Regions from separate parts of the Zea mays genome. Here region 2 is linked to region 1. The links are chromatin contacts, called in public Hi-C maps. All regions are on one chromosome and are shown on one strand. Each heading gives the region's core, a stretch centred on a gene start, on an enhancer-like site or on the middle of the called end of the contact. The rest is flanking DNA. Distances are from core to core; before and after follow the strand shown.

What was found. Hi-C and Micro-C count contacts between places; a contact is called where the count stands out from the background.
Region 2: a contact with region 1 is called in a Hi-C map of leaf, with 2.2 times the contacts expected there. The contact joins the promoter of LOC103647127 here to the promoter of LOC103647124 in region 1. A contact is called at or near these places in 2 of 25 Hi-C or Micro-C datasets (ear and leaf).

The regions. Positions count from the first base shown.
Region 1 is chr2:153,211,982-153,217,123 of Zm-B73-REFERENCE-NAM-5.0, forward strand. It overlaps LOC103647124, which reads left to right and starts at 2,636. Exons shown (of 3, transcript XM_008671683.3): 1 at 2,636-3,280; 2 at 3,535-5,142. The coding sequence starts at 3,599.
Region 2 is chr2:153,484,049-153,489,190 of Zm-B73-REFERENCE-NAM-5.0, forward strand. It overlaps LOC103647127 (formin-like protein 5), which reads left to right and starts at 3,147. Exons shown (of 8, transcript XM_035965368.1): 1 at 3,147-3,456; 2 at 3,576-3,734. The coding sequence starts at 3,596.

The sequences.
Region 1 (5,142 bases), core at 1,386-3,885:
ATAACAACTGGGGTATTGATTGGAGGTAGTTGTATCATCCTAGATGATAATGAGACAATAGCTTCAAGTACAAGATTGAAATATCGACTAATAGTCTCTCCGCTATGCTGAAACCGTTCTTGTATGGATCGATTACTTGCATTTGTTGAAAGGCAAAACAGAAATATTGCTAATTGTTCGTCAACTGAAACATCTCTTCCATTTTGCTGTCAATTAGAAGATCTACCAGTTTGCAAAAAATTTCCTTCTCCCTTATGTCCTTGTATAAGTTCTTCGACATGTTTTTCCCCGAAAGGATTCAAGTGTGGATAGGTGTACGCTCATGAGAATGATTTCCATCTAACCATTGGCTGATAATTTACATGTCTTCATCCTCTCTTCTCTTCCTGCTAAAGAAATTTCTCCACATCTATTCCTACTTTCAACTTATAGCTAGCTTGCACAACAGATTGTGGACTACATATGTATTTATACACAATATAAATCTGTGCATTTCTTTAGTCAAATCTGTGCAGTTATGAGTTTACCTAACTCTGATTATCATGGTCACTAATCATTATTCTCTGCCAGGTTAAAGCAGGTTGGCACACGAAGACCAACTTGTGGAAAATATAAGCAAAACTGAATTTGAACTTCTCTTTATGTTTTCGCTGGATTATCACGAAGACCAACTTGAATAGAAGCAAAATTGGATTTGTATTGGTTGCAGCAAACTTTTGATTGGAAGTGTCGATGCTTGTCTTGCAGCAAACTTGTCGATGCTTGTTTCACTAGTATTTAAATTTGAACTTGTCTCGTTTATATAAGCCAAATACTGTTCTACCAAACAGTGCTATGTATGGACAAATACTGTGATTTTACTCTGTTTTTGTTTAAATTGTGGTATTGTGTCACGTCATATTGTAGACCGTAGTACCGAAATAATGTGCTACGAGAAAAATCCATTTCCAAACAGGGCATAAGGAGGCACATGTTAATCCAACCCTATCTTACACTGGACACGGGTCGTACCAAACAAATTATGATCTGACAGGGTTAGGCTTAAGGTGACTGATTCTGCATAAGGTGACTGATTCTGCATGAAGCCAAAGTTTCAGATGACAAATATCCACGGTTAGGCTTAGGGCCGTCTCAGCCAGCTTTCATATGTCATCTTTTAACTTTTATCATAATTCTATTTCAAACTTTATTATGTAAACAATGTTAAACAGTTTCAGCTACAGTTACATATTTTCTAATTTACACAACCCACCAAAGACAGACTAAGCATTGACCGTCTGACTCTGTCTAACCCGCTCGAGAGAGAAAAAAACACCAGACCAATACAGACAAGTGCGAGATATAGCTTTTGACCCGTAATAATCCACCGACTAAACATGAACCATAATTTTTGACCTAAAACATAAAAAAAACCGAATCCGACACTTAAAAACTCGATAGATCCAATAAGGAGGCACATGTTAATCCAACCCTATCTTACACTGGACACGGGTCGTCCCAAACAAATTATGAACTGACCTAGCGTTGCTTCAATTGGTCTTTGAGCTGGATTCCTGTGTTTGGATTTGGATGTGTCCGTCCATTCTCCATTCCCACGTCTAGGTCTAGCGCTGCGCAGATAGACCATCTAGTTAGGATCGAAGAGGGTGTCGATGGCAAGCGGAGCTCTTGGCGATGTGCGCAAGTACACGGCGCTCTCTCTCCAGCAGCAAGCAAACTTTACTGCTGTGGTCAGGTCACATCACGTGGTAAAGAAACGGCACCTACTGCTGTTGACTACTCAATTTATAGGCTTGAAAAGAAAAAGGTAAAGTTTGATGTTGACGTAAATCAGGCATCATCTTTCGCCAGAAGAATTTCGATAGTTGTTCTTATAGACGAATCTTCATTAACCTACTGATCAGTTCGGAGTCCCAGAATTCGATTGCTAGAGCGTTGAGCAAAAGTCCCCGGCGGTGACCGGACCGTCCGCGGTTCGGACGGTTCGTCATAGCGACACAGATCGTCTACGTGTGCACAAAATCAGTTAGGGTTTTAGATTTCTTGTATGATTTGTTAGCTAAATCTACAGAGTTAACTCAATCGACTTGTAATAGTTCTAGACCTTCCCTTTATATAGATGTGTTACGGCCGATTAAACCCTCCACAAACGATCCAATGAACTATACTGCTCGTTTTTACCTTATGCAGTTGCACTAGTTTAGTCTTCCTATACCTCGAATATTCAGGTCTTTTTGGCTCTACGTCGTTTAGAGACGTCTTGGATTACCTGTCAACACCAAAATACATGCTAGGATCTCTTCTTCCCCGACAGATTCCTCCCGGAATACGAGATCTAGGTCCAGACGTGGACTGCCCCAAGAGGAGCTGCTCCTGCGCGCAGGTCACGAACCGTCCGACCTTGTGTATGTCTTCTCAGAGAGCATCACCAGATGATTCGTTCCCATGCCAGCATAGAGAGTATAATAGCTCCAATTTTGAAAAAAAAAGGAAGGAAGGAAAAATCCCAGCCTGTAAGAGGCAGGCAGTGCGCGTCATTGTACTGCCATCGACCAACTGGTTGAAGTTTCTTTTTCTTTTCGCTTTTCCTTTTCACCGGCTGTCTGTACTATGACGCAAATAAAAAATGTTTTGTTGGTGCTGAAGGTAAAAACAGGTCGATGGCTGCCATAGATTTCAGTGAGCAGTCCTGCACAGTTCTCAAGGCTGCACTGTATGGTCCCAGCAGCTGGGTTGTTGTAGTAAACTGCAGAGGTCAGAAACGAGCCGCGGCCAACGAGGGGAGCACGACAGTCAGACAGCTACGACTAGGACTAGTAGGAGGGAGACTGGGAGGATAGTTCTGCAATGGCTTGGCTGGCTGGCTGATGCCATGATTGCTCCTGCGCAACTTTCCGGCCGCCCGCAGGCCGCAGGCATCGCCGCGCATCAAGGTCAGGGTCGCCGCTGCCTTTCCGTGCCGGCCGACCAAAGCGTTTCATTTGTGCCGGTGGCGTGGTGTCGCACTGTCGCTGCTGCCTCTACCTCCGAAGCAAGGAATCCTAGCAGAGGAAAAAGCAGAGACACGCTGCACTGCGGCTCCGTGCTGTTTGCTTCGCTTTATTCCCCTTCCTTGTTCCAGCACCAGCTCTCCTCTCCCCTGTCACTCTCCATCCGGCCATCCCGCCGCCCACCCTTTCCCCCATCCGCCGAACCCTTCGCCTGCTGCGTCCGTCTGGTCCGAGGCGTTTCCGTTCCTGACGCCAAGAACGAGCTCTTCTACGTACGCCTGCACGCTGAGGTGGTTTCTTTGCTCCTGCCTGCCACCGTCGTCGATTCTTCTTCTTATTCTTTTCCCCTTGGTCCGTAGCCATTGTTGGTTGGTGTCATATACTTTCATGCTTCGTGTCCTCCTGCTCCTTCCATTCCTCTCCTTCCCGTAGCCATTGTTGGTCCTTTTACCTGTTATATATTGGTAGTGCCATCTTCTTGCTGCTACTTCTCTTTCCCCTCATCTCATTTGTCCTGATCTTGTGTCGACTTTTCTGTTCCCAGTTTAGATCTCCGCGTCCGCAGGCAGGGCCGAATCCAGTTGAAGGCAGGCGGCGAAGAGCCAAAGATGGGACTCGACGCAACCAACGCCCTGCTGCACATCAAGAGCGCGTTGCGTTCTTCCGCCAGGCTTGCCTGCCAGTCCGCGTCCGAGTACCCCGTGGCGCTCGGCGTCGGCACGCTGCTGCTGTTCCTGCACAGGCTCTGCCCTGCCCTGCTCGCTCTCCTCCTGTCCTCGTCGCCGGTGTTCCTGCTAACCGCGCTTCTGCTCGGGGCGCTGCTGAGCTACGGGGAGCCAGGTGACGGCGCTCCAGCGACCGGAGACGGAGAGGGCCCGTCCCCCCCTGATGCTGTGGCTGTGGCTGTGGCTGTGGCTGTGGCTGTATCCACACCATCCGTTGCTGAGTCTTGTCCAGCAGTTGCCGTGGAGGTTCAGCGTGTCGCCGCCGTCGCCCACATGCCAAGGAGTTCTTCTGCGAGCCCCGTTGTCCGCGCCGAGGAAACAACGTCCGGTACCACCTTCTTCCATGAAGCCCACCGTGACGAGGGCAGTATCGTCGCATCTGTCTCTGCTGACGACGCTCTTCGCCGCGCGGAAGTTGTTGTTGTGGAAAGAGAGGAGCAGCCGGCCACCAAGGAAATCTGCGAGAATGTTCAGCTGCGGCAGTTTCGGAGCAGCGCTGGTGAAGGTGTTCCGATCGAAGTGGACAGCAAAGCTTCTGGAGCTGTTTCGCTTGATGCTCGGTGGGTGGCTATGGAGTCTTCTAGCTTTCACAGGGACAACGGTGCCATCGCTGAAGGAGAGGGAGAGGAGGATGAGCATGTTAAGGAGATATGCCAGCAGGCTGAGAGCGCCGTCGCAGGGAGGTGTGGTGGCTATGGAGTTTGCAGCCAGTATCAGTTCGGTGAGCTCATGAGCTCGTGTTGGCAACCTGTTACGCGGCAGGATCCTTGTTCCGAGTCCGAGTCGGATTCTAGTGAAAGCTCTTCGGATGCGTCGATCAGTGACATCATACCGATGCTCGACGAGCTGAACCCGCCTGTGGACTTGGGTGCTGGCCACCCTTCCTCAGCCTTCAGAGAGAAGTTGAGCGCCGGCTCATCGGATGATGAAGATGGCTCGGAGGAGGACAATAACCTTAGCTCAGATGAAGATGGAGAAGAGGAAGAGGAGGAGGAAGAGAAAGGTGATGGAAACAACTGGAAGGGCTCTGTGGATCCAAACTCTCTGGAAGCTGAAGAAAAGAACGGGAGCTCGGAGAGTCTGATGGCGCGGCGAAGAGCAAAGAACGCTCTCGTGTTCGATCTCGACAGGAGGCTAATGGACCTGCAGGCAGCTGATGCAGTCTCGAAAATGGAGGCGGCGTCACGCTTCCGCGTCCAGGTGCCCTCCATCTCCACACCGAGGCGGCCTGGCCCTTCAGACGATCCAGCAGAGGGGGACACAGTGGAGCTGCCGCAGATCCCTGGCTCGGCGCCGCCGTCCGTTCTGCTTCCACGGAGGAAACCATCCGATGATGCTCCGTTCGACGACCAGATCGTGGACCGCGACAGGCGTCTGCAGGAGACCTGGACTCCTCCTCGCTCAGGCTTTCCATCATCAGCACAGGG
Region 2 (5,142 bases), core at 1,897-4,396, 270 kb after region 1:
TCAAGCCGTTCATTCCAAAGTACACTCCAGTTTTTCAGATATTTCTCAACTGGTAGATTTGTCTGGTGTGACAGTGAAGCCTCTGCAGATTGTGGATCGTCGGTTGGTGAAGAAAGACAACAAATCAGTGATCCAGGTCTAGGTGGTGTGGTCTGGTTTTTCCAACTCATGCTACTACCTGGGAGGACTTTGATGTGCTCAAGAATCATTTTCCTGAGGTGCTTGATTGGGGGCAATCAACTTCTGGCAGGGGAAGATGTCAGCATGGTGGCGCGTGCGTGAAGGCAGGAAGGCGTTGTGCGTGGCGCGGGAAGTGAAGAATAGATTTTCAGTTCGGATATGCTGGGCCGTATGGGCCGTATGGTTGTAAAGGGTGGCCATGTGGGCCTGTGTGAGCGAAGTCTTTAAAGGGTTGTAGTCAGCAGACTTGAGAATCATGAAAGAAATAATACAGAAACACCTACCCAAACTACTTACCTTGCGTCTTCCCAGTTCTCACCGGCGATCTCTGTGACTACTCACGTCGGCGGCGACGCACCACTCAGCCATGGGTGTCACACAAACAAGCCCTGGCGATGCTACATAATATTTCAAAGGAAAAGCAGTAGCGGCGCAACAGTCTGGTTAATTTGCTAGAGGAACATTTCATCGTGCAGCTGGGCCACCGGGAGTGGAGAACTAGAGATATAATAAGACAGATGGCAATAGATGGATAGTCCGACGGCGTACCGGGGTTCTTGCCAGATATGGCGGCGAAGACAACACGGAAGTCGCGCTCAGAGAGCGGGCCCTTGCTGAGCTGAGCCTGCAGCAGGGTGTGGTGCCGCTGTCGCCACGGCAACGGCGCCATGGCCCTCTCGCTCGCTCGGCAACCGGCATCGGGGTTCGGGAGACGGGAAGGAAACCGCCGCGGGATGGGAGATGAGAGGTCGTAGGGAGGGAGGGAGAGGGAGGTACGGAAGGGAAATTGATCGTTTGTTGGGTTTCAGGCAGTGGGTAGGGTAGATTGGGTTTTCGCGAGAAGAGCAAAAGAACGAAGGGCGGGTATACACCCTATTCGATTGTCCGGTATTCTATCCAGGAATTGATCAAAGCTTATGTAAATTATACAAGCAATTCGACTACAAATCGTTTCAGGTCATCGTTCCGAGTAAACTGAACAAGCCCTTAATCGGATCGAATACAAATGGATATCATTAAAACCATATTTATTTTTTTAAATAAAGTTGTGCTTGGTTGTAGAGTGAAAGAGAATAAAACGGCTACATTTCGACCCACTTCCTCTCCACCCTCTCGTCACTAATGCCTTATCCACTCGAGACTAGCACAGGAGTGTGCCGCACTGTCGGCCTACTAGGACGAGGGACCCCAGCTGGCCTTCTAGGACGAGGGACCCCGCCGGCCTACCATCCGACGTTAATCCCCGCCTGCCTTCCGTCGTTAGTCCCCTGCTGGCTTACCCTCCGATGGCGGCGTGTTCTCTAGTAGGCACAACCCGTGAGCCTCGCTAGTGCTATCGTCGAACATGTAAAGGTCAACGTTCGTCACCGTCTAGACAAGCCTGATAGTGATGGCAAATGTTATAAATTCACTGAAATACATCTTGATGTTGTTTGGATGTTCTTTAATTATGACTAAAATGTAACAGTGATACCTCATCACTAAAAATTTACGACTTAGTCAATAATAACTTTAATTTATTTATATCTTATGCTTATAGATTTCTCAAATGTTAAAATAGTGTCAGTTTTATTTATTTTGAATGATGTCATCTTATTAAATTGAAGATATCATCTTGAGTAATATGACCAGGAATGTGACTATATTCAATTCATCCTTCATCACAAAACAAACAAGAGATAGTGTAGCTCTAACTTACTTTAACCCTGTAATCAAACAAGAAACTAGGTTCAATATATCACTAAAACCAAACAAAAAATGAATCCAACTCGGCAAAAAAAATTGGGTCGTTCCGAAACAAACACATGCCTCGCGTATTGCATCTCTCCCAATTCCGTCCACGCGCCCCCAGGTTCCTCGTTTTTGTTTTCCGTGCAGCAAGGCTCAAGAGTTTTTGTTTTCGATGCGTTGAGGCGCTCGTTCATTTTTTTTGTGCGCAACAAGGCCAGCCCAATAAAACAAAGACAAGCAAAAAGATAGGGGTGGATAACGAGCTAGCTTAGCTCGACTCGTCCGAGTTCGAGCTGGCTCATTAAGCTAACGAGTCAGTTTGACTCGGTTCGTTAAGGTAACGAGCCACAGAGTCAGCTTAGCTCGGCTCGTTTACAAGCTGGAGCTGACTCGTTTAACTCGCGAGCAGAGCAAAAAAATAATATATACATAATTTAAACTAATTTAACAATAAAAAATAGTAGTTATACTCATAATTTCACAAACCACATCAATGTAACACCAAATTAGCATAATTCATGACTTATTAATTCACAATTCACATACATGTTCATCAGTTTAACCCATAATTATATTTGTATAGACCAAATTAACACATAGACATAGTTTATTAATCATTAGTTTAATTTATAGGCCATAGATATCTCACATATATATAACATGTTCATCAATTATTCTGTAAATGATATGCATATAGTTTCATTTTACTGGAATATGGTAGCTAGTTTAGCTCGAGAGCTGGTTCGTTAACGAACTGAGCTATGATGTCAGCTCAGCTCGTGAAAAAATTCAAACGAGCTGATTCGAGTCGAGTCGAACTGACCATGAGCCAAATAAACCAGCGAGGCACTAGCATTTCGTCCGACACTAAAAAAGCCATGGGAGTAATAGCATCTGTTTTTTGATCGATTTTTTTAATTTCCACTCTTTGTTTAGAGGAATTATTGGATTACACACCAGGTTCAACTTCTAAAACTTTTTAGCCTAACCTAAATAAGGGAAAATATCCTATGCAATCATTTATCCTGGTGCAAGCATGCAATCAAGCGATCTGGTGCATCCGATCTAGATCTAATGATGACTGTTATTTTATATTTAACCCCTTCCACCTAAAACATAGTACCTATTTTATTTTTAACCCCTTCCATATGAAACCGTTAGATCTAGATTGGATGCTCTGGATAGTTTGATTGCACGTTTGCACCAAAATGAGTGATTGCACAGGATATGTCCTCCCTAAATAATCAGTTTTAGGGGAACTTCTTTAACATCCTTTCGTAAGACTACACCAAAACCAGCAGCACGCCGACACGCCGCCGCGCCGCGCCGCCATTCTCCCATCCGCCCCCGTGCCCCCGCCGCCCTTCCCTAACCTCGCCGCGGAAGACGTCGCGCCGTGCGTAGCTAGCAGTTCCCCGTCGCACGCGCGTCGGATAAGAATTGGTTTTGGCTCTTCGTCTCCCCCCATCCTTGGGTCCTTCCCCTCCCACTCCCTCTTCGCCTCGTCCGCGGCAGTAGGCTCAAGCTTAGGAACTCGCTACCGAGGTGTGCACCCCCAACTCCGAGTTCCAATCTCCTTGATTTTTTATTAGCAAAATTAGCTCGAGTTGCTTTCGCAGGATCATAAATTTCTCTAGGGATTTGGCATATCCGCGAGTGAGCAGAATTAGTTGGAGGCTTCGTGATGGCGGGCGCGAAGGCGGATGTAGACGCAGAAACAGGAGATGGCAGCGGGGTCGGCAGTGGCGGCGGCGGCCTCTTTAGCGAGCAGATGCTGATTGATAAGCTCAACAGGCTCAACAACTCAGCCACTAGCATTGAGAGTATCCTTTCTCCCGTGTCTACTTTCCTGCACGGCCGCTTGCAAATTTGGTAGCATAGGGTGTTGCTGTCTGTTTCCTCTTGATTAAGTCTAAAGCCCTAACTTGTAAATTGCAGTGTCTATGAGTAGAACTGGCTAGGAGATCTAAGTATAACCGTCTTGTTCTGTTATGCACAGTGCTTATCATGTTGTTAGTTTGGACGCACACACATATAAGAATTACAAATCAGCTTGTGCAGTGTATCAGTATTACAGTATGTTTCATATCACTCTACTTCCTGACAATTCTCTTGATTGTTGATTCTAGAGTCTTTCTTGTGTAGTACATTCGAGAAAGGCTCTAAGTTTAGCCATGTCGTTCTAACTTTTAAACTGGTTCGCAATTATACTATAGTGACTACTAATAGATGCAATGTGCAGTCTTAGGAGTTCATGTTATCATTTTCCATTTCACAAAGGGAACAGCCTCAAAATACAATGAAATCCATCTTTATTGGGAAATGGAAACCAAACATTGCCAATAATGGCAACAAAAAACAAAGACGTTTAGTCCCTAGAAAGTTGAGGCAGGCCTCGAAATCCAACAGGAGCCACCAATAAAGAGGATAACGAAGTAAAGAGAAAAGAGGCATTAATGATGGCAGTAACAGTAACAGTACTAACCTTAAGCCCTACTTTTGTAGTTTGAAGTAAAAGGTGAGTGCAGTATTAGCATGCCACGTGTTGCTCTATATGAATCGATAGAAAAGGAGAATCCTATGATTGTTTCAGTATCATTGTGCATGCTTCTGTGTGAGGAATCCATGCCATATGTTATATACAACTCCATCTGTATGCAAGTTGCTGTGATGAGATATACTGTGTCTGCATATATTGCTGTATGTCATACTAACCATTGGTACCCTTTAGAACAAAATAACCTCACCCCTCATTAACTTTCCATGCTTACACTCAACTTAATCTGGTATTCTGGTGTCCACTGTTGAAGTGTATAAGTGCATTGCCTACCTTTTTCTGAGAGCTTAAGCTTTTGAATTGAACAACTGGTCGGTGCATGTAATTTTACATGGTATCAAAACCATATATCCCTAGTTCGAATCCTGGTATAGGCAACAAGTCCTTCGCCCCCTTTATTCCACGTTTGCACATCTCAGGTGAGTGGGGGTGTTGAAGTATATGCATTGTTCAGTGTTCACCTCTTCCTGAGTGTTTATGCTTTGGGGTTGAACTGGTCGGTGCAGGCAACTTAACATCCACCACTAAATGACTAAATCATTAGTTTTAGTGGCCAATGCTGCTATTTCTATGGACCACTTTTAAGTGGGAGCCTAGATGGTAGAAACTTTAAAGTTTACAAACACAGAAACTTTAGTAACCTAGGAACTGTGTTTCCCCTTTTCTTCATGGTT